Regions from separate parts of the Mus musculus genome. Here regions 2, 3 and 4 are each linked to region 1. A link is a contact called in public Hi-C and HiChIP or PLAC-seq data. All regions are on one chromosome and are shown on one strand. The core of a region is the stretch at or near the end of the contact, and the rest is flanking DNA. Distances in the headings are between cores, read along the strand shown.

What was found. Hi-C and Micro-C count contacts between places; a contact is called where the count stands out from the background. HiChIP or PLAC-seq counts read pairs in DNA pulled down with a chosen protein or histone mark.
Region 2: an H3K4me3 HiChIP or PLAC-seq map of bone marrow-derived macrophages shows a contact between it and region 1, with 5 times the contacts expected there. The contact joins the promoter of E330020D12Rik here to the promoter of Glul in region 1. A contact is called at or near these places in 1 of 484 Hi-C or Micro-C datasets (the G1E-ER4 cell line) and 1 of 115 datasets of contacts at active chromatin or transcription factors (bone marrow-derived macrophages).
Region 3: a Hi-C map of nephron progenitors shows a contact between it and region 1, with 4 times the contacts expected there. The contact joins the promoter of Npl here to the promoter of Glul in region 1. A contact is called at or near these places in 8 of 39 promoter capture datasets (3T3-L1-derived adipocytes, the C10 cell line, the HPC-7 cell line and 4 more), 5 of 484 Hi-C or Micro-C datasets (LSK cells, bone marrow-derived macrophages, embryonic stem cells and 2 more), 8 of 115 datasets of contacts at active chromatin or transcription factors (astrocytes, bone marrow-derived macrophages, embryonic basal ganglia and 5 more) and 2 of 9 other capture datasets (adipose tissue and embryonic stem cells).
Region 4: an H3K4me3 HiChIP or PLAC-seq map of embryonic stem cells shows a contact between it and region 1, with 12 read pairs. The contact joins the promoter of Dhx9 here to the promoter of Glul in region 1. A contact is called at or near these places in 1 of 39 promoter capture datasets (erythroid cells), 7 of 484 Hi-C or Micro-C datasets (CD4 T cells, the G1E-ER4 cell line, hematopoietic stem and progenitor cells and 3 more) and 3 of 115 datasets of contacts at active chromatin or transcription factors (embryonic stem cells, extraembryonic endoderm stem cells and memory CD8 T cells).

What each region holds. Positions count from the first base shown.
Region 1 is chr1:153,894,856-153,901,437 of GRCm38.p6, reverse strand. It overlaps Glul (glutamate-ammonia ligase (glutamine synthetase)), which reads right to left and starts at 1,509. Exons shown (of 7, transcript NM_008131.4): 1 at 1,379-1,509. Gm38440 (a long non-coding RNA gene) reads left to right here and starts at 1,662. Exons shown (of 2, transcript XR_387481.3): 1 at 1,662-1,843; 2 at 2,688-6,582. It overlaps Mir8114 (microRNA 8114), which reads right to left and starts at 1,512; the gene lies at 1,402-1,512.
Region 2 is chr1:153,410,031-153,416,880 of GRCm38.p6, reverse strand. E330020D12Rik (Riken cDNA E330020D12 gene) reads left to right here and starts at 2,648. Exons shown (of 4, transcript NR_033736.1): 1 at 2,648-2,736.
Region 3 is chr1:153,547,657-153,554,586 of GRCm38.p6, reverse strand. Npl (N-acetylneuraminate pyruvate lyase) reads left to right here and starts at 4,873. Exons shown (of 12, transcript NM_028749.1): 1 at 4,873-4,939.
Region 4 is chr1:153,485,624-153,491,820 of GRCm38.p6, reverse strand. It overlaps Dhx9 (DEAH (Asp-Glu-Ala-His) box polypeptide 9), which reads left to right and starts at 4,161. Exons shown (of 28, transcript NM_007842.2): 1 at 4,161-4,288.

The DNA.
Region 1 (6,582 bases), core at 260-2,759:
CCGGATTGTAATTCTAGATGGCTTCAATTTACACCACTCATCAGCTTTCCTCCTCTGCCGTGCCCCCCGCCCCCCACACACACACATCCAGCATTAATGAACTGTTAGGGGAACCTGAGTTCCTCCTCTGGCCCTGGTTCCCTGAGACCAGCTGGGTGCCAGCAGCCTAGTGTACATAGATAGCACCAACTGGTGTCCCTGTAGTGCAAAGTGGAATGGGTTCTTAAAATTCTGAGTAGTTTCTGCGGGTTGCCAGATGCACCCGGGGTCCTTCGCCCTGACTTTTACTCACCCCAGCCAATGAGAATCAAATGCACTGGGGTTGTACTCTCTAGACCTCCTCTTTTTAGAGCAGTGTTCATGCCTCTCCTCGTTCTCGATTTCTCGCTGGTCTAAGCAACGGAGCTTTTTGGGCGAGGGCGATGGAGTGGGGGACCCAGACCGTTCGGAGGGGGAGGTGCTGGAATAAGACGGGTGCGATTTAATCTTAACCCTCGACTTCTCCCCGGAGTTCACAGAGTAGGCAACGAAGCCTAAAGTATTAGAAGGGGACTCTGAGGACCGAGAATCTCCATCTTCTACGTCTTCAATGGTTGGTTTCTTTGAGTATTTGCGGCTGGGGGAGGATCCCCGCTTCCCGCCCCCGGAGGAGTTGGGGCAATCCACTTTGAAAGCAGCCTTCCCACTAAAATGTCCGGAAAGTCGGTGCCGCGACCCTCGGGCCCGCGTAGATCTCAAGGCCTCTCCCAGGGGGCCATACCCCGGCGAGGGTAGAGGCCGGGTGGCGAGAGTGGGGCGACCGCGGGAGGCACAGCGCGCCGCTGCTGCCTCCGCTTGGCGCGGCCTCTCCACTGCGGAGCCCGCCGGCCACTCCGGGGCTCCGGCTCTCCATTGTTCGGTCATATGGTAAAGGCCTAGGACACGGCGTTGGGAGCTGGGGAGTGGTGCCATCAACGCTTAGGACCACCATCCTCAACCAGACCACCCACAGCGTGACGACGCCCCCCAAATGCGCCGCCAGGAAGAGAGGATCAAGGCGCCTGCGCCCACCTAAGGCAAGAACCCTCTCCCGCTGGGACCACCGGAAAGCCCCCATCTCAGCGTGAACCCCAGCCAACGGCGCCTGCCTCCCGGGGCGGCGCCTCCGGCCGCAAGTATAGAACAGATCAAAACAACCCGCAACCCCGCCCTTCCCGGAGCTTGGCTCACAGCGCGTCCTAGGAACACCAAGCAGAGCCGGCCCGGGCCGCACGCTGCAAACACGCGGGAGGCACGAGCGCTGCATCCCGCTCCGTACAGCAGCTGACTGGAGCTGGGAAGTAGAGTGCGACCCCACAGCCCGGGCGGCCGTACATTCCTGGACCCTCCGTGCGCTTACCAGAGCGGTGGCCGGCCGGATGATGGATGGGTGAACAGGTCAGGAGAGCGAGGCGGAGAGGAGATGGGTGAGCGTGCTGTTCAGACACTCTGCTCTACTCCCATTCTCCGCTCTGCAGGGTCGCTGGCTGCTCGGTACTTTTTATTGACAGCTTGTGCCCGCCCCCAGTCGCCTTGATTGGCTGACCTAGGCCAGGAAACCCGCGCCCATCAGCTGCTGCGCGCCGGGGCCCTGAGGCCATTGGCCGAGGAACTGTGCGGGAGCCTCAGGGTGGGGCGAGCGAGACCCAGAAGAAAGAAAGAGAAAGGGGAGTGGGGGAGGGGAGGCAGCGGCGGCTGGAGGAGGGCCAGGGCCGAAGGTGCAGGATGCATTTGCAGCTTGCGTTCTTAAGCGACCTCTGGACCCTCGGACCCAGGCTGAGGCTTCCTCAGAGTCATTTGGCCTCGGCTCTTTGCTTCCTTAACGGTACAGAGGTTTTCGAGGAGATCTGTCACTGAAAATCCAGAACCCCAGAAGAGAATTTTACCCTTTGTTTGTTGAGCGAGCCTGGGGACGGGTTGGGCTGGGGAGAGGCAGGGAGCCCTGATCAGGCGCGGGGAGAGAGAGAGAGAAACACGATTCCCAGAACCTGGAGGACCCTATCTTCCTGGTTTCCTGAGTGGATTTGGGGGAAGTGGTCAGACTGTGATTTCACGGTTTAAACACAAGTGTGATGTTTCTATAAAGAGGATTCTGGACGTCCATAGTCTATTTGATGTTGCCTTGTGTGTGTGTGTTCCCGTCTCTCAGCCTTTCCTTGGATCTGCAAAATAAAGCAGATGGAAGGACTTTCAGAGCAGTTGACCGGGAAAGCAGGGTGGCAACATGCCTTTAATCCTAGCACTCAGGAGGGAAAGCGGGGGTGGCACACGCCTTTAATCCTAGCACTCAGGAGGCAGAGGCGGGTGGGTCTCCTGAGTTCGAGGCCAGTCTTCTCTACAGAGGGAATTCCAGGACAACCAGGGTTTCACAGAGAAAACAAACAAAAAAGCAAGAGGGGTGGGGGGAACCCCTGGCTTTGCTTCCCAAGTTGTTTTTAACTGTGTGTGTGTGTTGGGGGAGAGGGAATGAGAGTTTTCTCTTTCCTTTCTTAACCCTGCAGTGATGGCTGAGATAGTGTGTGAATACTGTAGTGAGACAAGCTGAAAATGTGCACAGAATTTACCTGTAAAAAAATAGACGTGGCCCATATATTGTTATTAATGCTATGCTCTGAGCAGTCTCTTTCTAGTACATGAAATCCACCTCATGGCTGGGCTTTATCTTTCAGGACTTCTGGCATTCGAGATGAAGTTTTCTCTCTAGATGCCAGAAACCCACGCTCTCAGTGCCTTTGGAAGAGGAAGGGATGAAGTTTGTGCTTCTGCTTCTGTGTATGCACCACAAATATGAAAAAGAAAGGTTGCCTGTGACCCCACACACATAGCTCGGCCTGTTAGGTCAACCTCTGTCAATTTCCCCTGAGTGTGTCTGACACAGTGGCTCACAGAAGCAGCATGCCCCACAGGTGGGGATTTGAATAGGCTTTGGACCAGAAAGGCACCTTGCAAATTCTGTGTCCTAGTCAGTACTGTGTGAAGCGTTTTACCATGAGGTTGTTCAACAGCGGGGCTTCACGTCGGGCAAACCCAAGTTCATTCTGAGTAGTAGCCAAATTAGTAGCCACACAAGCTCTGTCTTAGCATTTGTAGCGGGGATGACAGTGGGACCTGGAACATGAGGAGTGTTAGGAAGACGATGTCATCTCATAGGTCAATATAATCTGAAGAGACTGAGTCGTTTCTTTCCATGATTACTCTGTGTGTGCATGCATGTATGCACACATGCACGTGTGTGTTATACACTGCATCCATATGTGTAGAGGTCAGAGGATGACTTTAGGTGTCTTCTATCACCCTCTACTTTTTTTTTTTTTTTTTGAGACAGGGTCTGACATTGAACTTGTAACTGCAACTTAACTAACTTGGTTGCCCGGTGACTCCCAGGGATCTTTCTGGATCTGCCTCTGCACAGCTTGAAGAAGTTACCTGCATTGCAGATGACTTCTTACATGGTTGCTGGAGATGAACTCCGGGACCCTCATTCTTTTGAAGAGAGGACCCACCAACGGCACTGTGGCACTGGCACTGCACCCCCCCCCACCCCCCACCCCCTGCCCACTCGGGTGATGCAGCTTTCTGCCTCCGTAGTGAGCTGCGCCATTACTTAAGGAAGTAAGGTGTAGACTCAGCAACAATGGGCTCGGCTGTCTTCCCATTTCTTCTTTTAACTCTTCAGCTTAGGTGGTTAGAAAAGGGGTTGTCAGAAGGGAGAGATGTTGTTCTTATGTTAGGAGATAGTGAATTCCAGATGGCAGCTGCCGGTCATCAGCCAGGGCAGCCTTCAGCACTCCTCACCAGGCTCCACAATGGGAGCAGTGAACACGATAGAAAGGGCAATATTCCAGAGCACATGTGCTGTTTTCCATGGGTTTCTTGTGTTTCTGCCATGTGAGTGCCCGCTTCCCTTCCTAGACATGTTAACCTCCTTGGCTGCTTATTCTCCCGTAGCCCTCGAATAGTGTCCAGACTGTTCAATAAACACGTATTGACCCCACAGTACCATCAGCGGCAGCATCAAGAGAACATTTGCTCTGTTTCCAAGAATAGAAGCGGATTTGCTTTGATCCTTTCATGTGACCAGGAACATCTCATGTGACCACTGACTTTCAGGGGTAAACAGGCAGCTTTGCCCCCTTGGTCGGCCCCACATGTGTTTAAACCAGCCGAAGTAGGACCCAGACAAGTTCAAGGACTGGACTAGGGAGCTTTGAGTGTACCATGGAAGAAGAGTCCCTCCTTAACTGGCTTGCCCTCTGAAAAGCCACCTGTACTCTTAGAGAAATTAAAAGAACAGCCTGTTCCTCCACTTTGACTTTGCTATGTCTGTCCTTTATTCTCCCCTAAATTGCCACCGCCTCCATTTTCTGCCCCCCCCCACCCCCCGTAAAGGCGGCAAGCGATTGAACCCATGAACTTTCAGTCCAGGCCCACACAGTACCAAGGCTAATGGGGGTCTGATGGCAAGTGCTTTGAAGTTGAGTTTCTCACTGAATTGAGTTCCTCTGTCCCCAGGGTGGGTGGATTGGGAGAGCAATATTGCCAGGAAAGAGCTTGGACTAAACTTGCAGAGATAGCCCAGAACGAAGCACGTTCCATCAGTGGTGCTCGGCTGGCTAAACTGATGGCTCGAGTAGGCTTTCCTGTGTTCTTATACATTCTTTCTCTGAAGCTCTAAAGCTCCTAACCTAGTGTCATAAGAGGACAGCTGTGTGATTACCTTGTACCCGTGATGCAAAGTTTAGGATATGGTTCCACTGAACCCAAATCGTAGACTGTAGCTGCTGGGAGTGGAGTTGGCTGCCTGTGTGGCTGATGTCAGCAGGCAGTCTGTGAAAACTTTAAGCTGAAGAGACACAGTGTGGACTCAAGTTGCAGTCACCCAAAAACCCAACCCAGAAGGTAACTTGTTTGGTTCTTTATAAACCCAAATTAGATCTGACCAAAAGAATGGAGCATAACAAATGTTAAAACAAGCACCCACCCACCCCCCAAAAAGGAGAAAGATCACTGGAAGTCGGTAGCATTCCTGGACCCTGTAAAGTGTATTTACAGGGCAAAGTTGTATTAAGTCCGCCTCTCAAACTTCACTCCGCACAATGAAAGAAGGCAAGACCAGCTTGTCCTTGAATTCGATAACCTAAGACTGGTCACGAGAGGGAGTTTTCTTTACATAGCTTAATCACTTGATACTCTTCAGTTTAAGAGAAGAAATTCAAAGTTGGGATGTCAACTGTCTTTCACCTCATTTGAGTTTGACCAATGTTCAGTGAAGACACAGAGAGAGAGAGCACCCCATTTCTCAACCTGCATATTAGTGGAAGGTTTGGGTCTGTTTGGACTCTATCTCAAAGCTTGCCTCTGCTAGGAAGTCACATGAAGGGTTTGGGAAGAACCAAGTTCATCTGTCACAGCGTGGGAAAGCAGGGGTCCTACTGAGACTATGGAAGCCACAATCACAATTCTAGAGTTCAACCCCCATGTCTGTCTTTCCTACTTGTTTCTGGGACAGGCTAGACAAGCAATCTATTGCTGAGCTATATCCCCAGCCCACCCTTTATTGTGTTTTATTTATTTTTTATTTTTTTATTTCCAGAAATGGGATTTCTCCATGTAGCCCTGGCTGACCTAGAACTTGCTCTGTAGACCAGGCTGGTCTCAAACTCAGACCTTTGCCTGCCTCTGCCTCCTGAGTGCTGGGATTAAAGGCGTGTGCCGCCACCACCACCACCACCACACCACCTGTGTGGAAGTCGGGGGACAACTTTCAGGAGTCAGTTCTCTCCTCCCACCATGAATTCCAGGACTAGACCTGTCAGGTTTGCACAGTGGCTGATGCCTTAACCCACGGAACCATCTTTCTGGTCCAGACACTTTGCTTTATTTCCCAGAGTACATACAGCTCTGTTTTTGTTCATTATATAGCTGCTAGATGGTTTAAACTTTACTGAAGCCCACTTGAAAGTTTAGGAAAGTTGGCCTGTGGTGTAAAAACTGAATTGAAACAGTTCTTCAGTTGGTTACTTTTCTCAAAGGAGTCCACAGCTGGGCCTGCGCAGAGCCTTTTATCCCTCACCCCTGACCCCGTTAGCTGGTTTGGATCCCTGTTTATCTCATATTTGTCAATTTTTAACTGGAAGCACACAGCCCTATGGTATGTATTTTGGATTCTTGGGCAACATTTAGCCTGCTTCTGGGCTTTCTCTCTCCTCCCCCATTTCTTCTTTTAAACTGGTTTTTGAAAGACTAATATATGCTGGGGTTGGGGACCGAGGTGCTTGGACTGACTGATGGTGCTATTGTGCCCTCTAGTGGTGGCTTGTGAGAATTTCAAACATCGCCCCAGAAGGCTTGAGTCTGAAGATTTTCTTGCCTCTGTTACATATTACATATGATAATTTGATAGCACCCAAGTGTTTCGCCTACACTGGCTGTTTGAGAGATATTATATTCATATCACTGCCTGATTACTGGAAGTTTGTCATAAAATTAGTCTTCAGAAGCCCAGAAATGGGCAGCCTACTCTGCTTGCTTCTCACCCCACATCAGTGTGCAAGGAAGGTGGAC
Region 2 (6,850 bases), core at 1,399-3,898, 490 kb after region 1:
GGTAACTTTAAGGCAATATTTTATTCATACTTACCCAGAGAACCTGAAGAATAAGTACTAGATTTTGTTTCTTCATTTGCTTTTTTAAAAAAAGACTTATTTATTTATTCCATGTAAGTACACTGTAGCTGTCTTCAGACACAGCAGAAGAGGGTGTCAGATCTCGTGACAGATGGTTGTGAGCCACCATGTCGTTGCTGGGATTTGAACTCTGGACCTTCACAAGAGCACTCGGTGCTCTTACCCACTGAGCCATCTCACCAGCCCTGCTTTTAAACATTTCAAAGGATTTAGTGTGTGTGTGTGTGTGTGTGTGTGTGTGTGTGTGTGTGTGTGTGTGTGTGTGTGTGTGTTAGCCTGAGTATCTATGTATAAAGAGGACTTCAGATGCCCTGGAAGTAGAGTTATGTGTGGTTGTGGGCTGCCATGTGCCAGTGGAGCTGAGAAGCAAACTTGGCTCTTGTGCAAGAGCTATAAGTGCCCTTAACCTCTGAACCATCCTTCCAGCTCCAGGAGATTTTGTTTAGATTAAATCACTGTAGGGTTCTTGTAAGTATTGTTCTTGCAGGGGACCCAAGTTTTGTTGCCAACCCCCACATCTCACAACTGTCTGTAACTCTGGCTCCAGGGGATCCGATGACCTCTTTGGGCCTCCAAAGGACACACAGACTTACATACAATTAATATGAAAGAATAATTCTTAAAAAAACAACACCAGACAGTCATTTTGTGAAAGCTTTTTTGAGTATGTACCGGAAATGAAATTTGTTAGGTTTTTGAGTGGTACCAGAAAGGACATTTGTAAGGGTTGGAAAATGTACCAAAAACGACATGTGTTACAAGAGGAAATGGAATGTGGACGTTATGGTAAGAAAAGTGTTCTCTTTACCAAAGAGATTGACACTGACTGCATTTGGCTACAGGATACTCAGTGGAGTGTTATAAAAGCAGAAGTAAGTTCATGAGGGCTGCGGCTGGGGAGTTAGAGAAGCAAGAGGAGACACACACAAGCAAGCTGGAGATAGAATTCTTGGAATTGCCTCTTTAAAAGTCCACTTCCAAGAACTCCCTATACTGAAAAACAGAGCTAAATAGCTACATATCTGGAAAACAACTTCACAGACGGGAAAAACAAACAAACAAACAAACAAATGTCTTCCCATGTTAAAAGAGTAAAGGAGAGAGCTTATTTTCTTTTTTCAGAAGGGTCAAATATATCAGTGAGAGAAACCGAGTTATTTTTAGACAGCAATGTGGTCTGCTATTATTTCCAAACAAAGGCAAATCTTGAGCCGGACATGGTGGCACATGCCTTTAATCCCAGCACTTGGAAGGCAGAGGCAGGCGGATTTCTGTGTTCGAGGCCAGCCTGGTCTACAAAGTGAGTTCCAGGACAGCCAGAGCTATGCAGAGAAACACTGTCTTGAACCCCACCCCCCACCCCCAAATGCAAATCTTTCTAAAGGTGACATTAGCTTATGACTTGGTTGCTTAGGTATCGAATTGTATGTGAAAATGCATGGGTTGCTTGGCACATATTTATAAAACAAGAAGAGAAAAACATGGATTGAGAGGAGAGCAGTGTATCTTGGGGGCAGGGGGCAGGATAGATGTAGGGACCATTGCTATACCGCAGTTGGTAAAGTTACTGGCCACACCCAGCCAGAGGGCCTGCTTGTGATCTTTGAGGGTCACGTGGTAGAAAGGGAACTGAAAATGATCCTCTGACAGACACTTGTGTGCTAAGGAGAGCGTATCTACACATAGACAACATGAATAAAATTATTTTAGGCCAGGCATAGTGGGACATCTCATCAATCCCAGCACTTGAGAGGCAGAGTCAGGTGGATCTCTGAATTCAAGGCCAGCTTGGACTACATAGCAAGTTCCGGAAGAGCCAGGGTTATATAAACAGACCCGAGCTATATAAATAAATGAATAAATAAATAAATGTCATAAAACAAACAAACAAAACCTATCGCTCTCAAACTCATCCCTGCTCCAGAACCTTCCTTATCTCTAGGGATTGTTGCTAGGAGACTGGAAAGGCACAGACAAACTCTGATGAACATTGGGAGTGCTGAGTATTGGAAATGAAATGTGGTAGGTTTTTGAGTAGGGCTGAAATACAGTTGTAAGCTTTTGAGTATGTACCAGAAACGGCGAAGGTGTTTTACAAAAGGAAATGGAACGAGGTTGTTATGCTATGAAAAGAGATGTATTTACCAAAATGATTGACAGTGACTGGCTACAGGATAGTCATACTCAGTCGAGTGTTATAAAAGCAGAAGTGAGTTCACGTGGGCTGGGACTTGGAGTTAGAGAGACAAGAGGAGACACACTCCGGACAGCCACCACAAAACTCCACACAGGGAGGCTCATTTCGACTGGCCCAGAGCCCAGAGGATAAGTCAAGTAAGCATTTGTCAGTGCCTGTAGGCAGCCGGGCGCCTAAAAGATGGCGCCGGCCTCCTGTACACTGTCGCCATAAACAATGCCACTGCGCAGGTGCTAGCCCAAATCTGGCGCCAACCCCTCCCGAGCGGGTGCATACAAATCAAAGGGGCAGCAGACTGACCAATCCCAGGAGGACACATAGCTCTCCCCAGTGCTGGGGTGTATATAAGCTGTCCTCCCTGGGTTTCCGGAGTTCCCGTAGCAGCATCGAGGTGTTCCTGAGATAAAGAAGGCTGTTGAGAAGAATCGGACCGTGTTGCGTTTTTCTTGCTGGACGAGGTGAGCGCAACAAGTGCCTCTGGCATTTACAAGATGTTTCTATATAGTGTCCTTATAGTGCAGCTTCCTGGCATTTTTCTGTGTTTTACAATGATGATTTGGGAAGAATACTTATGGATTTCTTTCATCTTTTCATTTGAAGATTTATCTTCAATTACCGCATATTTCAATATCTGCATCTTTTCATTTGAAGATTTATCTTCAATTACCGCATATTTCAATATCTGCATCTTTTCATTTGAAGATTTATCTTCAATTACCGCATATTTCAATATCTGTTACAAGTGTGTGTTAACAATTGTCTAAAACTCTAAGATCTGACAGCCTAACCCAGACGTATGTGAAGACGAAACCATACCAATGTGCATAAAATAAAAACAATAAAATATATTGGGGCCTGGGGAGATGGCTCAGCGATTAAGAGCACGGACTGCAGTTCCAGACATCATGAGTGCAAATCCCAGCAACCACATGGTGGCTCACAACCATCTGTAACGGCGTCTGATAACATCTTCTGGTGTGTCTGCAGACAGCAACAGCGAGAATGCACTCACATTTATTAAATAAATTAATCTTTAAAAAATAAAAAATAAATGATAGTAAATGCAGTCTCTGTTGTCATCTACTCTGGTGGTAAATACAGGCCGCTGAGAAGGGGAAGGGGACTGAGTGGGTGGCTGTTCTCACAGACAGAGAACGGCATGAGCTGCTCTCACGGATACACTGACACTTGTTCTGGGCAGTCAGAGCACTTGGAAATAGCAATAGCTACTCTATTGAGGGAATTGAGGCTTTGGGAAATTCATTTCTTACTGTGCCACCCTGGCAGAGGCGAGGAAGGAAAGCTGGGTCTTTGTTCTGGTGGATCAGTTGACCACCCTTTTGTACACAGTGCTCATTGTATCCATTGGGTACAGCAGTTCTCACTGTGAATAAGACCCTTCAGCAATGCAGCAGGCATGCAGGAAGACACACTATATGCAGACAGTGTTCATGTCTGTACATGTGCACTGAAATTCAGACTGGGAGCTCTGTTTCAGTCTTTAGTTGGTTTCATCTTGGCATTTTGTGCATTATTTGCAAAACAGAAAGTTGGATGTCACATGACTATAAAAACTCTGATATGGGCTGAAGAGAAGGCTCGGCAGTTAAGAGCACTGACTGCTCTTCTGAAGGTCCTGAGTTCAAACTCCAAATTCCAGTAGCCACAGTGTGGCTCACAACCATCCATAATAAGATCTGACACTCTCTTGTGGTGCGTCTGAAGTCAGCTACAGTGTGCTCAGATAAAATAATAAGTAAATCTTTAGGCCAGAGCAAGCGGGGCAGACTGTAGAGTGGGTCCCTGAATTCAAATTCCCAGCAACCACATGATGGCTCACAACCATCAGTACAGCTACAGTGTACTCATATATACATATAATAAATAAAGAAGTAAATAAGTAAATACATACATAAATCAATAAATCTTTAAGAAATACAATAATAGCTTTCATTTCACATCAACACTTGCTGTCACTATATGCTATAGATGTAGACTATGGATCCTAAATAGGCATTTCTCATCTTATTAATGGATGTGGGACATGCATGCATGTTTGTGTGTGTGTGTGTGTGCACTGGCATGTGTGTCCGTGAGTGTGAGTGCCCTGAAGACTAAGGCTGATGTCAGGGCTCCTCGTCCATTGCTGTCTATGCTATTCTTTGAGATACGGGTTCTCCCCTGAACCTAAGCTCACCAGGATGGAAGTCTAGATAGCCAACGTGTCCCCAGGATCCCCTGTCTCCTCCTTCCGAGAGCTGGAACTGTAGGTGTGCCACCTTACCCACCTGGCATTTCCCTTGGGCTCTGGGGATCTAAATGCTGGCACTCAAGATTACACAGCAGATTCTTTAACTGCTGATCTATTTCTCCAGTCCCTAGGATTTGGAATATCTGGTAACTTTAAGGCAATATTTTATTCATACTTACCCAGAGAACTCGAAGAGTAAGTATTAGATTTTGTTTCTTCATTTGCTTTTTTAAAAAGACTTATTTATTTATTCCATGTAAGTACACTGTAGCTGTCTTCAGACACAACAGACGAGGGTGTCAGATCTCGTTACAGATGGTTGTGAGCCACCATGTCGTTGCTGGGATTTGAACTCTGGACCTTCACAAGCGCAGTCGGTGCTCTTACCCACTGAGCCATCTGACCAGCCCTGCTTTTAAACATTTCAAAGGATTTAGTGTGTGTGTGTGTGGGGGGGGGTGAGTGATTGTGTGTTTTAACCTGAGTATGTATGTATACCATGTATATAGACATCAGAAGAGGACTTCAGATCCCCTGGAAGTAGAGTTATGTGTGGGTGTGGGCTGCCATGTGCCAGTGGAGCTGAGAAGCAAACTTGGCTCTCGTGCAAGAGCTATAAGTGCCCTTAACCTCTGAACCATCCTTCCAGCTCCAGGAGATTTTGTTTAGATTAAATCACTGTAGGGTTCTTGTAAGTATTGTTCTTGCAGGGGACCCAAGTTTTGTTGCCAACCCCCACATCTCACAACTGTCTGTAACTCTGGCTCCAGGGGATCCGATGACCTCTTTGGGCCTCCAAAGGACACACAGACTTACATACAATTAATATGAAAGAATAATTCTTAAAAAAACAACACCAGCCGGGCGTGGTGGCGCACACCTTTAATCCCAGCACTTGGGAGGCAGAGGCAGGTGGATCTCTGAGTTCGAGGCCAGCCTGGTCTACAAAGTGAGTTCCAGGACAGCCAGGGCTACACAGAGAAACCCTGTCTCGAAAAACCAAAAAAAAAAAAAACCAGACAGTCATTTTGTGAAAGCTTTTTTGAGTATGTACCGGAAATGAAATTTGTTAGGTTTTTGAGTGGTACCAGAAAGGACATTTGTAAGGGTTGGAAAATGTACCAAAAACGACATGTGTTACAAGAGGAAATGGAATGTGGACGTTATGGTAAGAAAAGTGTTCTCTTTACCAAAGAGATTGACACTGACTGCATTTGGCTACAGGATACTCAGTGGAGTGTTATAAAAGCAGAAGTAAGTTCATGAGGGCTGCGGCTGGGGAGTTAGAGAAGCAAGAGGAGACACACACAAGCAAGCTGGAGATAGAATTCTTGGAATTGCCTCTTTAAAAGTCCACTTCCAAGAACTCCCTATACTGAAAAACAGAGCTAAATAGCTACATATCTGGAAAACAACTTCACAGACAGGAAAAACAAACAAAAAAAAATGTCTTCCCATGTTAAAAGAGTAAAGGAGAGAGCTTATTTTCTTTTTTCAGAAGGGTCAAATATATCAGTGAGAGAAACCGAGTTATTTTTAGACAGCAATGTGGTCTGCTATTATTTCCAAGCAAAGGCAAATCTTGAGCTGATTGTGGTGGCCTACGCCTTTAATCCCAGCACTTGGGAGTCAGAGGTAGGCAGATTCTGAGTTCGAGGCCTCCCTGGTCTACAAAGTGTGTTCCAGAACAGCCAGAGCTAAATGGAGAAATCCTGTCTTGAAAAACCAAAAGAAAAGAAAAAAAAAAAAAAAAAAAAAGCAAATCTTTCTAAAGGTGACGTTAGTTTCTGACTTGGTTGCTTAGGTATCGAATTTTATGTGAAAATTCATGGGTTGCTTAGCACATATTTATAAAAGAAGAAGAGAAAAACGTGGATGGACAGGAGAGCAGTCCTTCATGTCTTTGCCTTAGTAAAACACTATATAACACAATTGACTTTCCAAAGAACCGTTAAATTTCCACTTCATTAGTGGCCTGTTTTTCAACTCCTTAGCTACTGTTTTTCTATTCTCTGGATGTTCTTACAGCCTGTACCACACTCAGGGGTCAATATTGCAGAAATAAACATTACTCGAGATGCTGAACATAATCTCTGAGGGCTTGTCACCATGGATTCTACTTGTGTGGCATTTGGTTGCTAAGAGGACACAGAAAGGAAACACTAGTGAAGTCCAATATACTAAGAAATGATCCAGTTGCTTCTATAAATTGCTTCATCAAAAGAGAAATATTTGGTTAGCAGTTTAGGGGAGACACTACTCCATCTATCCTTTTATATTTCATATTTACTATGAAACATTCAGCGTCCACATCCTGGGGT
Region 3 (6,930 bases), core at 3,624-6,123, 350 kb after region 1:
TGGCTTCTGTTTCAGTTCCTGTCGGGGTCCAGCCTCAACACAGGATCAGAGTTCTCAACTGGAAGCAGGGATATCTGGAAGGAGCATAATAAACAGACACAGACTACTTTTTGTGTACAAACTGACAGTCAATTTTCCAAGGCTTAAAGTTGCTCTCTTCTCTCTCTCTTTCTCTCTTGCAGCTTGAGGCTGCACACACTCTGCATTCTCTTGCCTGTGCACACTCTGCTTTTCTCCTGTGTACTTTTGTTTTCTCAAACTCCCACAATCCTCTATGTGTTCCCCTTTCACTCTCTCTCTCTCTCTCTTTCTCTCTCTCTCTCTCTCTCTCTCACACACACACACACACACACACACACACACACACCATATACACTCCTTTTACTCACAGGTACATACTCTCCATACACACCTCACAATCTTTCTTCACTCACTCTTCACATTCTCTCTCTCTCTCTCTCTCTCCCTCTCTCTCTCTCTCTCTCTTTTCTCCTCACACTCTCACATTCTCTCTCACTCTACCTCTACCTCTACCTCACATACACCTCATGTGCACCTCACTCTCTCCACTCACTCTCTAGCCTTTCTCTTGCCCCAATCTTTTATTGATACTCCAAAAGCAGGTTAAAAAACAGAGAGATGTATAACCATTACCAAATCAAACAAAAAAGAATAACCACAGCCGGGCGTGGTGGCGCATGCCTTTAATCCCAGCACTCGGGAGGCAGAGGCAGGTGGATTTCTGAGTTTGAGGCCAGCCTGGTCTACAAAGTGAGTTCCAGGACAGCCAGGGCTATACAGAGAAACCCTGTCTCAAAAAAACCAAAAAAAAAAAAAAAAAAAAAAAAAAAGAATAACCACATGCCACAAAGAATCCAGAATTACAGTTGTTTGTTCCCCAAAGTTTCAAGCTTCCCCTATTCCCAGGCCTGTGGCCAAAATAATAATCATTGCAAACATATTATTATTTAAACTTTAACTTTTGACTTATTATACCTCAGAACTCAGAGCTCCGAGGTCAGCTGCTTGAATTTTCTTGTGAAGCTCTAATGATAAATGACATGGGCAAAGCAGAAAGAATGCCGGAAAGAATCAAGGTAACCCTTAACTCAGTAGTTCCCCTAGTTCTGCTTCTGCACATAGCACACAATGACTCTCCTGAGAGTCCCAGTGTTCTGACTTAGTTTTACTAGTATATAATTTTATGCATTCTATACTTGCTTATCCAGGAACCACTCTTAAATGTTGTACAAAACTTATTTCATAACTTCAATAGTTTTTTTTTTCCTTTCTTAGGGTCCCAATGTTGGCTCTATTTCATTTTCTTCAAATAATTTCTTCCAACTTTCTTTGCAAGTCAAGCATTAATCTGGAACTACCATTGTGCAGTTACTACTTTGTTTCCAAGATAAGAACACACAGCATGCACCTAGGCCATCAGGACTGTGCTGGGCTGTGCCCCATGCCTCAATCTTTAATTGTTTAAGAATCATTACATCAAGGAACATCTAGTTTCACAGAATTCACCAAAGCAGAAGGAGAAAGAAGTAGGAAAGTCAGACATAATAGAATAATCAGGCACACCAAGGCCAACTGAAAAGCAGTCATGCACAAATGAAATCTATACAGCCATTGTCCAGGGTTAAGATTGGGAGAAATGGAAACAACTATTTTTAACAAAGAGCTGCCTTGGGCTACTGAGATGTCTCCATTCCAGCCTACTGCAGGCAGTCCCTGTCATAGTATGCTGTCGCCAGCAAGTTCCTGCCTCCAGGTGCCTGCCTTGAGTTTCTACTTTGGCTTCCCCCAATGGGATGTGAGCTGAGATATGTAAGCCAAAGAAAGCCTTTCGTCCCCAAGTCGCTTTTGGTCATAGTATTTTATCCCAGCAATGGAACCCCTCACTAAGGCAGCACATAGCTGGGCATGATGGTGCATGCTTTTAGTCCCAGCACTAGGGAAGCAGCGGCAAGAGGATGTCTCAGTTCAAGGCTAGCTTGGTCTAGCTAAAGAGTTCCAGGGCAGCCTGAACTACATAGAGACCCTGTGTCCAAAAACAAAATAAACAAATAACAACAACAACAACAACAAAGACAACACACAAAACAATGGATTCCATCATGACATTTTCATAGACTTGTTTGTTTGTTTGTTTGTTTGTTTGTTTGTTTTTGTTTTGTTTTGTTTTTCAAGACAGGATTTCTCCTCTGTGTAGCCCTGGCTGTCCTGGAACTCACTCTGTAGGCCAGGCTAGTCTCAAACTCAGAAATCTGCCTGCCCCTGTCTCCCAAGTGCTGGGATTAAAGGTAACATTTTCATGCATATGCAACATTATACTTTGTTGATAATTCCCCACACACATATTACTTTAACCCCCACCCCACTGGTCCCTCTCCTCTCAGATAGTCCCCTTATACTATTAGATCTCAATTCCTCATGTGAAGGATATTTTCCTTTGTCCTCCCTCCTTACTTTCTCTTGCTCCCTTCTCCTCCCACTCCCTTTGAACCCCTTCCTTCCCCTCCATAATCCCCCTCCACTTCCATGTCATAGAAAGGCATGTATATACATGTGTGTGTATTAGAATGCAGATAGATAGATAGATAGATACATACATACATACATACATATATACATACACAGATATATAGATAGATACATAGAAAAATAGATAAATAGATACATACATACATATATAGATACATAGATAGGTACATGGATAGATAGATGGATACATACATACATACATACATACATACATACATACATACATTAGATGGGTACATAGAAAGATAGATAGATAGATAGATAGATAGATAGATAGATAGATAGATAGATAGATAGATAGATAGATAGATAGACAGACAGATTCTGCACATTAAAGGAAATGTGTCTTTGTGAATCTGGTTTATTTCTTTTAACCTGATGATCTCCAGTTCTACCCATTTTCCCATAAATGCCATAATCTCATCCTTCTTTGTGGCTGAATAAAGGCATCACTTTCCCCCCATTCACCTGTCTAGACTGTTTCCATAGCTTGGCTATCATGAATTGCTGAGCAGTCCTGTGAGTATGTGAGTATATATGTCTCTCTGGTACATTCCCATGAATGGTACAATTGAATCACATGGTAGGTTTTGTTTGTTTGCTTTTCAGGGGGAATGCAACCAGGTCTTACATAACCTAGGCTGGCCTCAAACTCATGTTCCTACTTCTCCCTACCAATCACTGGGATTACAGACATGCAGTTCCACACCTGTGTGGTATTCTGTATTTAGTTTACTGAGGAACTACCATAATGATTTCCACAGTGGCTGTACCAGGATCATTCTCTTAATACATCCCCAATGGCATTTGGGGGGGGGGGGTTATCTCCTTTCAGATAACACTAGTTTTGTGTGTCAAGTTAACCTAAAACTAGTGAGAACACAGCCTTATACATTAAGAGCCCTCCTCTCCCGACCCCACCCCTTTTTGATGGGTCTCACTGTGTAGCTCAGGCTTCATGACTCTCTTTGTGAGTGGATATTTCCATTCCCAACATTCACAGGGTAACTTACAACTGTCTGTAACTCCAGTACCAGGGTACCTAGTGCCCTCTTCTGGCCTCTATGGGCACTGCATGCATGTTGTGTACAGAGATAACTATACCCACAAAATAAAATAAAGTTTAAACTTTTAAAATTAAAACGGGGGGGGGGGGGGAGAGGGAGAGAGAGAACGAAAGAGATGCACACAGGCATACAAACAACCACAATGGAGTCCAGAGCACTTTGCAAGCTAGAAAGAAAACATATTTTCCCTAAATAAAATAATAAGCATCAAGCCAGGCATGGTGGTGTACGCCTTTAATTCCAGGATAAGACTGATAAGACCGATAAGACTGTGAGAACCTGACTGAAGCCTGAAGTGCTGAGTCTTCAAGGTGAATGAAGGGTGTGGGCACCTCTTCTGGCAGATGGAAATCAACCTCACCTCCTGGGGACAGACTACCCACCCATCTTGTTGATAAATTGACTATGCCAATAAATTAATATGGATCACTCTCAAAAAAGAAAAATACTTGTTTCACTTTCAAAAGTCTTTCTTTTCTTTTTCTTTCTTTCTTTCTTTCTTTTTTTTTTTTTTTTTTTTTTCCCTAGACATGGTTTCTCTGTGTAGCCTGGCTGTCCTGGAACTCACTCTGTAGACCAGGCTGGCCTCGAACTCAGAAATCCACCTGCCTCTGCCTCCACCTCCCGAGTGCTGGGATTAAAGGTGTGCGCCACCACTGCCCAGCTTCTTTTTTCTTTTGTTTTTTGTTTGTTTGTTTTGTTTTGTTTTTTGGTTTTGGTTTTTCTGTATAGCCCTGGCTGTCCTGAACTCACTCTGTAGACCAGGCTGGCCTTGAACCCAGAAATCCTCCTGTCTCTGCCTCCCAAGTGCTGGGATTAAAGGAGCGCACAACCACCTGTGGCCTGTAATCCACTCTTAAAATCTTCTCACTTCTCCCTTTTCCTACAAGGCAATGGGCAGGACTGGAGCAGTAGTGTCAGTCTAGAGAGCCAAGTGGCTGCTAGGCAGCCACCACTGTATCACAACATCTCACATCCAATGCAAACAAGACTTGGCACTTGCAGGACTTGAACAGGAGGAGAACTCCCGGACTCAGAATAATAAGGACAGTGGGTATCCAAGAGGTGCAGGAGCTACGAGTCTTTCACAAAATAGGCTGTGGCCACACCCAAGAAGGAGCAACTAGTGCAGTCTCGGGATTCCAGCCGGTGAAGCAGCTCCCCGGCCCGACGTGGAACTACAACCCCCAGGCTCCCCGCGCGGCCCCACGTGGTCCCGCAGCCCCTGAGTTAAAAGCGCAACCGCGCTGCTCAGAGGAGATCGCGTCTCCAGTGCACAGCAGCCTAGGTGAGCGCGGCGCCACCGAGCAGAGGAGTGAAGTCAGGTACGCTGGGCAGGGTAGCTTTGGGACTGAGGGCGACCCTGCCGCCTGGGGCCAGTGACACTCGGGGATTCTTTGCAGACCCGCGTAGCCTGGCCTCCGGGAACCCTTGTCAGAATCGGTCTCTTAAGCCTTTGAGCAGAAGGGAATTTAGCCGTTAGCTCTAATACACCTATCTCTTATAGAAGAGGTTGCTTGTATTTCATGTTTTGTGTTTTTTCAATATCTCATTTCTAGTTTGCCAAGTATTTCTCAAGTCATTCTCCTTGTTCGGAACTACATCACTTCCCCCTCCTCCCTTTTAAAACTTGGCGGTTTTAAATTTAAGCCAACTTTTGTCTGTAATTTGGCATTCCTTCACATGGATGAGGTCTCCAGGGATCTACCCTCTCCCCGGCGTTTCAACAAGAACATCCCAAGCTCACTTTAAGTCATGGGTGCGAGAGCACTGTGATTATTTGCTCTTAATTCAAATATGAAATATTTCAAAGCATAATATTCCCAAGTTGATCTTGTATCTCAAACTGGCCGCAGACTCTGAGCCTCCTGCCTCCAAGGGGCTTGCAGTGTTGAACAGAAATGAGCTTCTATCCTGCTTATAACGCTGGGATTTTTAATGAAAAGTAACAGTTCAGGAGGAAATCTGAAGTTAAACAATTTCCTATTTGGAGGATCAAGAAATCCTCTTTTCTCTTCTCTTTTCTGTGACTAGGTATCTCTATGATGTAGCCCTGGCTGTCCTGAAACTACAAGTAGACCAGGCTGGCCTTGCTCACGGATCTAATGTTGGGATCAAAGATGTGTGTTGCCATGCTCTGCTGAATCCTCTGGGTTTTGTTGTTTTGATGATTTTGTTTGTTTGTTTTTCGAGACAGGGTTTCTCTGTATAGCCCTGGCTATCCTGGAATTCACTCTGTAGACCAGGCTGGCCTCGAACTCAGAAATCCACCTGCCTCTGCCTCCCGAGTGCTGGGATTAAAGGCGTGCGCCACCATGCCCGGCTTGTTTTGATGTCCTTGAAACTGGGTCTTAAGTAACTCAGGCTGGTCTCCGCTGTCAGCCTGTGGTCAGCCACAGATGGGTTTGAACTCCCAACCCTCCTGCCTCCACCTCCCAGATGCTGGTCTTCAGATGCATAGCAATTCCTTGACTCTTAGAGTGAGTTTGAAAAGTGAGCTACACTGAAGGGATTGAAGTGGGAGACAGATGCTCTGAAGCAAAGATAAGCCACGGGGGAAACAGGCAGTGGCCTCGGGAATGTTTTTGAACAGTGGAGCTGGTACACTGTAGGCATAAAGAAACCTTCCCAGCTGGGCAGTGGTGGCGCATGCCTATAATCCCAGCACTCGGGAGGCAGAGGCAGGCGAATTTCTGAGTTCGAGGCCAGCCTGGTCTACAGAGTGAGTTCCAGGACAGCCAAGGCTAGACAGAGAAACCCTGGAGGCATAAAGAAACCTTCCCAGCAGGCCAGGAAGTTGATGTCATCTGACTAGGATAGAGACAAGATTAGAAATGTGGGTGTTCTGGGGGTGTTACAGTGACTGCCAGCCCCCCTCCTTTTCTCTCACAGGCCCTATGTTTTTAGCTCAAACTGCATCTAAGTGGTGATTCATTTAATAGCTTTCAAAGATGTATAAGGCTTCCCGATCAGAACTTAAAGATGTTCTTATCAAATATGAAATAAATGCAGCCCGAAGCACAAGAAGATGGGAGTCTGTGTAGCCAGAGCTGACCATTGGTAGGATGCTTAATGCTGATTGCTTCAAGCACTCAGCTTCTTATCATTTTAACCTTCTTGGACCTGGGTCGATGATTACTGACCCAGATAAAAGGTAGCACGGGGTTTGTCATGAGACCGGAAGGAGAGGGGAAGGAGGAAGTTCCAGGTAAGGAGATAACAGAGTTTATGTGACTTGGGACCTCAGTGGGCAAAAGTGCTGAGTGTTGGGGAGGAGGCAGCAGCACAAATGACTGTTCCCATTAATGACAGAACT
Region 4 (6,197 bases), core at 2,912-5,411, 410 kb after region 1:
TAGGAGAATTTACCTGGGGGGGTATTGGGGGGATGGGAAGGAGAGCAGACAAAGAAGATCTATAACTTAACAGTAATCAGTAGTCCAGTCTCTCTCTCTCTCTCTCTCTCTCTCTCTCTCTCTCTCTCTCTCTCTCTCTCATCTATCTCTTAAATATAGAGGATTGAACACAGGGCTTCATACATGCTAACCAGTTGCTCTCCTGCTGGGCTCTCAACACCCCCCAACCCCCATTTTATTTTGAGATGGAGTCTCAGAACAAGTTGCCCTGGTTGGCTTTGAGCACATTCATTCTGTAGCCCAAGCAGGCCTTAACCTGTGGTCCTCCTGAGTCTGTCTCCCATACAGCTGGGATTATAGGCTTGCTGTACTGGGCTTGGCTTTTCCCGCAGTATGGATGTGCTGGAGGTTAAAGTCAGGGCTATACGCATGCTAAGCCCAATCCTTACCAGTGAGATGCTAAACCCAATCCTTACCAGTGAGCTACAACTCTAGTCTCATTGATTACCTTTAAAATGTTGTATCTACCTTAATATTTCACAGCTTGCATTCAATTATATATTTACATTAAATGCATGTGTGTGAGTGGTGTGTGTGTGTGTGTGTGTGTGTGTGTGTGTGTGAAGCACAACAACATGACCTGTGTGGAGGTCAGAGGACAACTAGAGGGACTAGATTCTTTGATTTCACCATGTGGGTCCTGGGGATCAAACTCAGATTCCCAGGCTTGTTAGCAAAGACCCTTTACTCTCTTAGAAACCTCACCTTTTTTTTTTCCCCCGAGACAGTGTTTCTCTGTATAGCCCTGGCTGTCCTGGAACTCACTCTGTAGACCAGGCTGGGCTCGAACTCAGAAATCGCCTGCCTCTGCCTCCCAAGTGCTGAAATTAAAGGAGTGTGCCACCACCACCCAGCTTGTTTTGGTTTTTGGTTTTTGGTTTTGTTTTTTTTCCGAGACAGGGTTTCTCTGTGTAGCCCTGGCTGTCCTGGAACCCACTTTGTAGACCAGGCTGGCCTCGAACTCAGAAATCCACCTGCCTCTGCCTCCGAAGTGCTGGGATCAAAGGTGTGCGCCACCACACCCGGCTAAACCTCACCTTTTTTAATTTTCTGGGTTTGTTTTGTTTTGCTTTGCTTTGTGGAAGGGTCTTAGTGTCTCAGGACTGTTGAGGGGCTCAACAGAGAAGACTGCTCTGACGTGGGTTTAAGCCAATAGAAAGTCTTTATTAGCTGGGTGGTGACTACTCTGGTGTTTGGGATTCCAGTGTAGCCCTTTGCCTTTCTCAGGTGAGCTTTGAAACATAAAAATCAAGTCCTAGCGGGGCGTGGTGGCCCACGCCTTTAATCCCAGCACTCCGGAGGCAGAGGCAGGCAGATTTCTGAGTTCGAGGCCAGCCTGGTCTACAAAGTGAGTTCCAGGACAGCCAGGACTACACAGAGAAACCCTGTCTCAAAAACACCAAGAAAAAAAAAATCAAGTCCTGGGTTGATATCCTTCACTTAAAAGAGCAGGTCCACAGAAGCAGAACCACGGGAGAAATTAGCACAGTTAGTAAGTTTTCCATAACTGTGGACTTTGATGGATGGAGACTTTTAGTTTTGGCAGGCGGTGCTGTCTCCACACTGAGTTTACAGCCTGGATGGTACAATGAACAGTGCTTACATCTTGGAGTCAGTTGTGCTTCAAAGGTCTGGCACCGTGTCACAAGGATGGCCTCAAACCTGCTTATTGAAGACGCTGACCTTGAATCCTGATCCCCTTGGTTCTGGATCCTGACTGCAGAGATTACAAACCTTAGGTGCCATGTTCAGTTTCTTATGATATTAGAGCTGGAACTCAGGATGTCAGGGACTCCAAGCAGCACTCTCTCCACTGAGCCCAGCTCTTTTTTTTTCTTCAGTTCTCTTCCTGGAATCAAGGTTCATACTGCTCTCCTTTCTACCAAATATCCCAAGAGACAGAAATTAGGGGGAGGAAATAGATATCCTGCTGTCTCTGGGGATTTTTTTTTTTTTTTTTTTTTTGTCTCAAATCTTTTTCTTGGGGTAAGTTCAAGGGCGGGAAGGTCACAGTGAGACAATGGGTAGAAAATCCTCTCGGGCTGGAGAGATGGCTCAGTGGTTAAGAACACTGACTACTCTTCCATAAGTCATGTGTTCAAATACCAGCAACCACATGGTGGCTCACAACCATCTGTAATGAGATCTGAGGCTTCCTTCTGGTGCATCTGAAGACAGCAACAGTGTAACAGTGTGTACTTAGATATAATAATAAAATAAATCTTTAAAAAATAAAAATAAAAAAAGAAGATCCTCTCAATGGGCCAAGTCTTTTTTTCTCTGCGGGCTTTGGAAAGTTTGGAAGCTGGATCACCCGGGGTCAAGATCTGCATTTTTATTTTCAGACAAAGTCACATGAGCAGAGAGGAAGAAGCCACCCCACAGGGGCCCTGTAGAATTTAGAACACCGTGTGAAGGAGGCAGGTCCTTAAAATAGAGAAAGGGTTGGTGAAAGTAGCAGAAGTGAAATTTCTGTCAGTCTGTGTGTTCTGCGCTGACTCCCTTGTCTCTGCACACTAGGCAAGCCGACCAGCAGAGGGCTGCACTCACCCTCTGGCCTGAGGAGTTTTAAACACCGTTCTCCTTTGGAAGTTTCCATAATTCTGTTCGCATGGGTGGAGATCAAATCGGGGCTTGAGGCATGCTAGTTTTCACAAAACAACAACAAACAGACAACTAGGTTGGGGATGCTGGGCTTGAGTGTAGCTTAGTAGTAGGGTAACCTTGAGTTACTCTTCAGTACTTCAAAAATACAACACCCCTCAAAACAAGTATTAAACTCAAGAGTCTTCTCACTTGAAGCTAAACAAAACACAGGATTTTGAGATAATTGGGAGCATGCCTTTAATCCCAGCCTGAGGGGTGAGGGGTGGGGCAGAGGCAGACAGATCTCTGTGAGTCCCAGGACAGCCTGGTTTACAAATCCAGGATAGCCAGGGCTACACAAAGAAACCCTGTCTTGGAAAAAAAAAAAAAAAAAAAAAAAGAGTCCCTCGTCCCTCTCCCCAGCCAAAAGGTAAGTGGAGAAGTTGTGTCTTGAGCTAGGGTTTTCTTTTTGGTGGGGTAATGGGTTTTACTACAATGGGATTAATGGCATATACCACCACCCCTGGCAATAAACCAATAAGCCAGGGCTCTCTTTCTTGTCTTAGATTCATTTTACTTTATGTCTTATGGCCTGTAGGTCAGTGCACCATGGTTGTACCTGCTGGGTCCCCTGGAATGGAGGTTATGGTTGTGTGTGAGCCACTGTGTGATTGAGAACTGAATCCAAGCCTTCCACAAGAGCAACAAGTGCTTTTAACTTCTAAGGTTTTTGTTCCTTTGCTGTTTAGACAGGATCTCATTATGTTGCCCTGGCCTTCCTTAAACATAGACCAGACTGTTTTGAACTTACGGAGGTCTGTCAGTCTCTGTTTCCTGGGTGCTGTGACTGGAGGCAAGTGCCACCATGCTACACACTGCCTGCAGCATTTTATTTCTTTTCTTTTTTCTTTTTCTTTTGGTTTTTCGAGACAGGGTTTCTCTGTGTAGGCTTGGCTGTCCTGGAACTCACTTTGTAGACCAGGCTGGCCTCGAACTCAGAAATCTGCCTGCCTCTGCCTCCCAAGTGCTGGGATTAAAGGCATGCGCCACTACTGCCCGGCTGCCTGCAGCATTTTGATGAAGCAGAAATACTTCAGTCCTTGTATTTTAACATACAGCACCCATAAATACATTGCTTTGGCATATTTTAAAGTGGCTATTCTGATAAACTCTGAAAGGATTAATCCTGTAACACTGCCCTTACGTAAGATAAACTATCAAAAAGGAGATCCATGGTGGCATGTCTCTAAATTTTGCCTTCAGAGGTGGAGGCAAGTGGACTGCGTTAAGTGGTGGGCTAGCTTGCTCTACAAAGACAAAGGCAAGGAGACATAACTTCCAGAAACCAAGCTGGTTAGCGACTGACAGGAAATTATGGGCCTAGGCCAGCAGATCTCGCGCGACCTCAGGTTTGGCGCCCGGAAGTGGTTCAAGCCCCGCCCCCTCGGGGCGTGCTGGCTCCGGAGTTGGCCTACCGCGCAGGCGCGAGTCGCCGACTCCGCCCCCTGGGTCCTGCAGTCGGAGCCATTTCGCCGCTGCTTCCATGCGGGTGAGGTGTGTTCTTTCGCCGTTCTCGTGGAAGGTTGGCGCTGCGAACTCGCCTAAGAAGGCTGTGCTCTCGGGCACGGAAAAGCGGAGGAGGGTAAGAAAGGGGGCGTTGCGGCCCCGGACGCGGGCTCATTGCTGCGGGCCGACGCCGGCCTCCGCGGCTCAGCCGTGGCTTTGTTGTGAGGCGCGGGCGGGCGAGCGTGTGGGGGAGGGGCAGCGCGGCGGGTACCCGGATTTACGGGCCGTGGGCGCCTCGCGCAGCGGAGCTCCCGTGGCCCTAGGCCCTGGGGTTCCTTGCACAGACTGGCCGCTCTCGGAGGCCTCTTCCTCACTCGGCCTGACGGGCGGCGGGTGTCTGTAATCAGTTGCGTGTAGGGGTAGCGGCTCGACGCCACCCGGCGCGTGGTGGTGGGGGGTCGTCCGCGGTTCTAATCCGGGACACCCGGGCCCCGTGGGGGTGCCCGCTTTGGGGTCCGGGGCTTCGCTGCAGGTCCTCCCGCTCCGCACTGGTGACGGGGCATGGCTGGGTGGGGCGGGATGAGGAGCAGGTGGTAGGAAAATGAATGCATGATTTAGTAAGTGATGGCGGAATTACACCGCGCAACGGGATAGCCCCGCTGTAGATAACGGTCGAAAGGGAGGGCGCCTCAGTCTGAGGGGTGCACGAGCCTGAGTCTGGCTTTGAGGTGCACAGTGTATCCGCTCCAAAGGGCAATGAGAGATCAGTTACGCCTAAGGCCAGACCTTCCTGGAGGAAGGGAGGGCCGGCCACGTGACCTGAGGGTGCGAAAAGAGATGAAAGAATTTGTTTCCGGGTGGCAAGAATGAAAACACAAAATTGGGAGCCATGACTCTAGCCTTTCATTCCAGCACTGGGGTTTGGTGGTGGAAGGTATTGTTCGATCTCTTGAGTCCGGGGCTACTACACATAGAAATCTTGTCTCATAAAACAAAATTTGATTTATTCCGATATGTGTGTGTATACGAGTATACGTGTATACGTATCAGGTAGTGGTGGCAAGTGAGAGAGGAGCTGTAGAAAAACAAACGAGTAATAGTGGAGGCATTTCTGGAGCCAAAACAGCAGGGCAGATGTGACATGATGGAAAATTTGGCATCCATCTAGGCTCTCGACAAGAGGATAAGTTCTAGGTCTGTAAAAGAAGTTGTGGGGTTTTTGTTTGTTTTTTTGGTTTTTCGAGATAGGGTTTCCTCTGTATAGCTCCAGCTATCCTGGAACTCACTCTGTAGACCAGGCTGGCCTCGAACTCAAATCCGCCTGCCACTGCCTACCAAGTGCTGGGATTAAAGGTGTATGCTACCACGCCCAGCTTGCTATTTTATGTAAATAACTACACTGTAGCTGTCTTTGGAAACACCAGAAGAGGGCATCATCTCATTACAGATGGTTGTGAGCCACTATGTGGTTGTTGGGATTTGAACTCAGGACCTCTGGAAGAGCAGTCAGTGCTCTTAACCGCTGAGTATTTCTAGGGGGCCATTTATACTCTTTATTCTCCAGTTTTCTTAAATTTCCTCAGTTCAAAGTAATAAAAGTAAAACCAAACAGTACAATAGGCAGTTTAAGGATTAAATAGTTCCTAATCTACTAAGGATATCAGCACCACTTTAAGGATTCAAGAAATAGCTGTGAAAGATCTTTGGGGATCGGATTAGAATTTCCAATTGTGAAGTTGGGTTGCAACTAAGAATATACTTAGGTATAAATTTATTACTGAGATGCCTAGTTAGTTTATAGATGGGAATATTAGTATTTTCCTCGGGTAAATTTTGGAGCCTTAAGGGCTGTATCGATCTGTTTGGACTTAGTTAGCATGAATGTTTAAAATTAAATGGGTTTTCTAGAGACAAAGGGGTTTGATAGGCCCTATATTTTGTTACTCATTTACTTTGTACATTTACTTATGTTGGGGGTTTTTGTTTTGGAGACAGGGTTTCTCTGTAGACTTGGTAGCCTCCAACTTAAAGAGATCAGCCCTTCT